2 separate regions of the Gossypium hirsutum genome follow, and region 2 is linked to region 1. The links are chromatin contacts, called in public Hi-C maps. All regions are on one chromosome and are shown on one strand. The core of a region is the stretch at or near the end of the contact, and the rest is flanking DNA. Distances in the headings are between cores, read along the strand shown.

What was found. Hi-C and Micro-C count contacts between places; a contact is called where the count stands out from the background.
Region 2: a contact with region 1 is called in a Hi-C map of leaf, with 2.4 times the contacts expected there. The contact joins the promoter of LOC121202948 here to the promoter of LOC107901694 in region 1. A contact is called at or near these places in 4 of 34 Hi-C or Micro-C datasets (anther, leaf, petal and 1 more).

What each region holds. Positions count from the first base shown.
Region 1 is chrD06:34,151,999-34,155,075 of Gossypium_hirsutum_v2.1, forward strand. It overlaps LOC107901694 (zinc finger BED domain-containing protein DAYSLEEPER), which reads left to right and starts at 1,397. Exons shown (of 2, transcript XM_016827781.2): 1 at 1,397-1,845.
Region 2 is chrD06:34,325,089-34,328,165 of Gossypium_hirsutum_v2.1, forward strand. It overlaps LOC121202948 (DUF724 domain-containing protein 7), which reads left to right and starts at 1,586. Exons shown (of 4, transcript XR_005914641.1): 1 at 1,586-2,132; 2 at 2,239-2,388.

The DNA.
Region 1 (3,077 bases), core at 147-2,646:
GACCGGTTCTTTCGTCTGCGCAAGCCGATAAAAACAAACAACCCGAGACCCACCCCCTCCCGGGCAACCACCACTCTCGTCACTCGTCCATCCGGCCTCTCTGACTCTCTGACTCTCTCAACCTCTCTTCACTCTTTAGTCTCCAATCTCCCTCCACCTTCCGGCTTTCAGCCTCCAGTTCACCCGCCTTTAGCCGTCTGCTTCTTCGACGACCGTCCCTGCTGAAAAATGAGAAAGTCAGAAAGACAGGTTTGGTGGTAAAGGACAAATGAGAATTGAAAAGAGTTAACGATAATAATTTTTTAGGTTTTCGTACTTTATGACAACCCGAGACCCACCCCCTCCCGGGCAACCACCACTCTCGTCACTCGTCCATCCGGCCTCTCTGACTCTCTGACTCTCTCAACCTCTCTTCACTCTTTAGTCTCCAATCTTCCTCCACCTTCCGGCTTTCAGCCTCCAGTTCACCCGCCTTTAGCCGTCTGCTTCTTCGACGACCGTCCCTGCTGAAAAATGAGAAAGTCAGAAAGACAGGTTTGGTGGTAAAGGACAAATGAGAATTGAAAAGAGTTAACGATAATAATTTTTTAGGTTTTCGTACTTTATGTTGGGTATGGCCTATGACTTAAAGTCGGTGGGCTGATTTAAATTAAACTTCAAAGCCTAGCCCAAAGTTTATTTGAGGTTTTTTTTTTTAAATTTTAAATTATTATTTTATATTATTAAATAATAAATCAATTAAACTAAAAATAGATGGTCTGATAAATTCGATTATTAATCCAATTTTGAAAATATTGATTTACTTACCACTTCATCATTTTAATGAACGACTAACCAAAACGTTACAAATCGAAAACATGTATCATCATATTATAATTTAACTTTTTCTATAGTTAAAATTTGTTGATTGTTTTGAATGGTTAAATGTGTAATTTATTATAAATAAGATGCATGAGATAGCACTATAATATTTAAATAAAAATTTATGGATATTGAATGAATTATTGGTGGATTCGATTGTTGAATTCTTTATTTTTAGTTATTTACTTTAAAATTTTAATTAGAAAACGTGATTGTAATAAATATATTTTTTATCATTTCCTAATTACGTTCAGTCGGGAGTGTTATAACCGTATATAGATAGATAAATATACATTGATGAATGATGATTAGACTAAGGTTCGGTCTATCTAAAAAGTTTAATTTAGATTTTTGAATTTTCTGAGAAAATTAAAATATAATTGTTTAACCTACCCGTGAGTCATGAGAACCGTAAGCCGAGATGAAACGGTAAAAGGAACGGTCAAGATTAAACCAAGTGGGTGGCTGATGAAAAATACTATGGAACCGCCTTCACAGAATGAATGAAAAAAGAAAAATTAAATTTGGACCTTGAGAGAGTCAGTCAGTCCATATCCAATTACGATTTTTTCTCTTTTTCTTTTCTCATAAATGCCCCTTTCGCCCCCCCCTCGCTCTCATTCAAAAGGCCTAAACTCGAGGTCTTTTTGATTATATATAGTTTTAGCCCTAGCTACCCCAGCTCAGGTCCAATTCCAATTTAGGGTTTTGTTTTTCTCTCCCTCGCTCGAACAGCGAACAAACAAACAAACAAAAGCTTTAAGCTTCAAAGCTCTGAACCTTTTTTTGCCTTTGGGTGCTTCAGCCCAATTAACCGACTTTGTTCTCCTCCTTCATCTTCCTCCTTTGCGCTTACCTCTGTTACCGGAAATTCAAATATATTATTATTTTAATTCCTTCGGTTTCCGGGAGAAAACAAGCCTCTAAATCCGTGAAACTGTTGTTTTGGATCTGCTTTCAGGGTTTTGTTGGTGATACAACGAGGTATCAACTATTTTTTTAATCCTTGATTTATATGTTAGGTTTTGTTTCTTTATGTCTAATTTTGCACTTTTAGAGTTTGTTTTAGTTTTTTGGATCTGGGATTTATTGAGTATTTCTTTTTGTGAGGCTTTTTTTTTTAAAATTTATTCTTGGTGTTAATCAAAATTATGTTTCTTGGTGGTTTTTATATTTGGCTTATGTTTTGCTTCATGTGCATCTTCTAATCAGTTTTTCGCCTTTTTTTTTCCACGTAATTTATTTCACTGTAATTGCTTCTTATGGGCTTCTTAGTGTGTGAGACTGATAGTTATTTCCTTGTTTGTGTTGCAATGGGAAAATTTTTTCTTGGTAGAACTCATCGGATGAGTGTGGTAGGATTTATTTTTCTCGTTACATCCTCTGAGAAACAGTCGTTTTCTGTTACCTGTTTTCGTGGGTTCTCGTTTCTCAATTTATAAATGGTCAAACGACGGTTTTTTCCAGCACAAAGTCCATGTGGAAGGTAGAGATTTGGTTTTTATTGGACTGAGTGGTAAGGAGTTCAGCGTTCCTTAATTTCGATCTTGTGTGGAGAAAGTAGGTGCTAACAAAGGTTTCCTCCCATTTAGGTGCTCCAGAATAGGTTGATACTGGGGGTCTTAGGCAATAAATACATAAATAAGAGATTTGGTTTTTGTGTCTTTGGGTTGGGGACCTGTGGATTTTCACTTCAGCTGAAGGCACTTTAGTCAAGTTGCTTATGCATATCCACTGGGCTTTTTGGTCCGTAATGATAAGGTTAGCTCATCAATCTGGGCATGCCCACATTTTTAGGTATATAAAAGCTGGGTTTGATCCTGCCAATTAGCAAGATATATGGGAGCAGTGGTTTTTATTTTTTGGTTTATTTAAGTTGTCTTTCATGTCCAGATGTGGGAATAAACTGGTCTTTAGACTTTGCAGCTTTGAGTTACCAAGTCTAGTTGACGTGTTTATCAAATTCCAACTATTATTTTTCTGGCTAAAACGCATCTGCTTTGTTTACCGTAGACTCTTGAAGGCTTTTTGAATTCTAGGCTTGGCTTAGAATCATTTCAAGTTTGTCTTTTAACCTGAATGCTGTAGTTTTAATGTTCACTGTAAAGCCAGCTTCTCAGCATACCTTTTAATATTCAATTGCTCAGTTTTTTAAGCTATCTCTTCAAATTTGTCTGGTTACTAATATCTATCTGAGGATCATAAAAATTAGTCAA
Region 2 (3,077 bases), core at 336-2,835, 170 kb after region 1:
AAAGAGAAAGAGAGGAGAATGGTGAGGGTAAAATTGAAACCTTTATCTAATTTGCTATTCCACCCATTCCTTGAATCACCATTCAGTAGGGGGAGGACAAAATGGTTTGATGGATTTTCACGTTGAATAATCCTATAACGAATATAATTATGACAGCCAACCAAACAATGGTTTGGTGATGGGCCCATTGAATTAGGCTGTAATGTATTACTATTACAATCAACCAAACATGCCCATAAGTTCTAGGAGGAAGAACCAAAGAATAGATTTTAAAGGGAGAAAAACCATCCCGACTAATCCTTTTTACAATATATATCTAGTTTTCCCTTAATGGAACTTGACAAGTGTCAATGATGTCTAGAATTTGTCTCAAAAAATGGTTTGCAAGATTTGAGAGAAACATAAATGATAATCCTACACAATGATGTTTGACCAGTCAATCTAGTTGGTTCCCAACCAGATTACTTTACAAACCCATTCAACATAATGCTCAGGTAATTTGGGCATACCCTACTTTTGGCGGTAACCTCACCAGGCTTACTCTTTACTTATCATATAATTTTCTTAAACAACAGAATAACCTGTGACAGAATCCTTAATCATTTCTGCGGTAAACTCCAGACTCTAACACGCCCGAAGACTGTTGATTAGCGGGTTACACTGTGCCAAATAGATAACTTCTCAACTATACGCATTCATATTGGGTTTTTTAGGTTTGGGGTTTAACACTACATGCAGCTAGCTTTTGAGACTTTGTGACTTATGCTTGAGAGAAGTTGATTTTTGGTTTTGTGTATGTGCATCTTGGATTTAGTTTTGGAGTGGATTATAAATTCGAAATGGGATGAAACGTGTCATACATACGTAAAAGGTTGTCAGCTATGGTGAGTTGTGATCAATAGGAATTCAAATTCCTAAGACATGTGTGTGCTTATGTTAAGAAAACTTGGAACTTATGAAGGGAACAACTAGCATTTTGCTTTAAGGTTAAATTGAGTTAAGGTCATAAATGTTTAAAAAGAGATAAGCTTTGATCACTAATGATTACCTCAATGATCCATTAGTGTTGTAGAGTTAATAAGATTTGGAGAGTAGGATCGAGAGGTTTTTCTTCAGTTCAAAACTAAATAAGGGTATAAGAACTCTTTTAAAACATTCATTGAGCTTGATGCCTTCGGATAGTCAACATTCTTTACAAGAAAGACAAATTATTAAACTCATTAAAAAATTAAATATTAAGTTTTTGTTATTTAATTTTACTATTTTAGTTTTTAAATAATTAATCTAAATTTCTTGGGGGAGAAATTTTATTTTTCAAATGTAGACAATTTTGACTTGGTAAACTTAATAACTAATATTGATTAAAGGAGGTCAAAAACCAAATAAAAGAAAAGGCAGTTCAAGTCCAATAATAATATTTTGGTTTTAAAGTAATTCTTTGATGTAACCGAACCGGCAAGGAAACTTCTTCCTTCTTTAGTACTCTTAACCGCCTAACCTAACGCCCAATCCACTCTCGTCCTCACCGTCAGATCATTTCCCTCGCTCATTTAACCGTTCGATCATCAACAACTTTTTCTAATCCATCTAAGAAATCCCTACCCCCCTTATTTAATTCCCATTTCAACGCCTTATTCCTAAAATTTTCCATTTTCCAGTTTCCACAATATTTTCCCTTCAACAATTCCATTTTCGTTTTTTTTTTCATCGATTCAAATCTGATTATCATCATGAGATTCAAGAAAGGTAGCAAAGTTGAGGTATTGACCAAGGAGGAGGTTCCAACCGGCGCATGGCGTTGTGCTGAGATTATCTCGGGCAACGGCCATACGTATAGTGTGAAGTACGGTTGGTTTCCGATCACTGGCGAGGCGGCAGCGGTGGAAAGAGTCTCTAGGAAAGCGATTAGGCCTTGCCCTCCTCCTATGAACGGGAAAAATAATTGTGCTTCTGGTGATATCGTAGAGGTGTTCGATGACTTATCCTGGAAACCGGCGGTGATTGTTAAGGTTCTTGGTGGAAACAACTTTTCCGTTAGGATTCTTGGGTCGAGTAGCGAACTCAAAGCGCATCAATCTCGATTGCGTATTCGGCAGTCTTGGGAAGATGGCAATTGGTTCCTCGTTGGAAAGGTAAATCCTTTCGATTCTTTTTCTAAACGATAATTTTAATATTTCTCTTCATTTTTTTTGTTATACGTTAACTGATTCTTACCTTAATTATTATTTTCTACTTCAGGGTTCATCAAATTCCACTGGGCCGCAGAAAAGGAAAAGATCTTCGCTTGGCTTCTCATATATTGGTGCGCAAAAGAAGAGGGTGTTGGAGGAAGGTAGTAATGGTGTTCAAAGAATAATAATTCGGCTTCCTTCGCCTGCCTCTGAAAAGGTAGATGGATTTGATTCCCCAAATAATATGCTGGGTGAAAGATGTATGCCTTCTTCCTTTAATAGAATTGATGATACCCTGAGTTGTGCCTCCTCTGTTGGTAGTTGTAGTGGTTTAGGGACTTACGGTCTTAATTTGTCTAATTTTGTAACTAGCGCTTGTGAAAACTTAGAGGAGGATTGTCGAAGTGATGCTGACTCTAAACCTGAAGTGAGTTGTCAAGAAGAAGGAAGTTATGTTTCCACTAGTGTGGAATTGGGGTATGACTTCCATAGGTCTGAACTACATGCCTATCAGAAAGCTCTAGGGGCATTGCATGCTTCTGGGCCTTTGACTTGGGATGAAGAAGAAAAGGTGACAAATTTACGCCTTACTCTTAATATTTCAAATGATGAACATTTGATGGAGCTAAGAAAGTTGAGAGATAACAATAATAGGCTTTTTATTAGCTGTTTCTAGATTGGAAGAATTCCTTTCATACATGGTAGTCTTGGTGTTATGTTTGCTCCAATGGTGCAGATAATTGTAAAGATACTTTTCAATTTTGTAATTGCTTTAATAGTTTTTTCTCCTACCTACATGATTGAAGCTTTTTTCTTTATGTAAATTTTTTCCTTTCTTTTCATTATAATCTTTTGTAGATGTGACATATTGTTCATGCACTTAAATTTCAGCACAGGAAAATATAA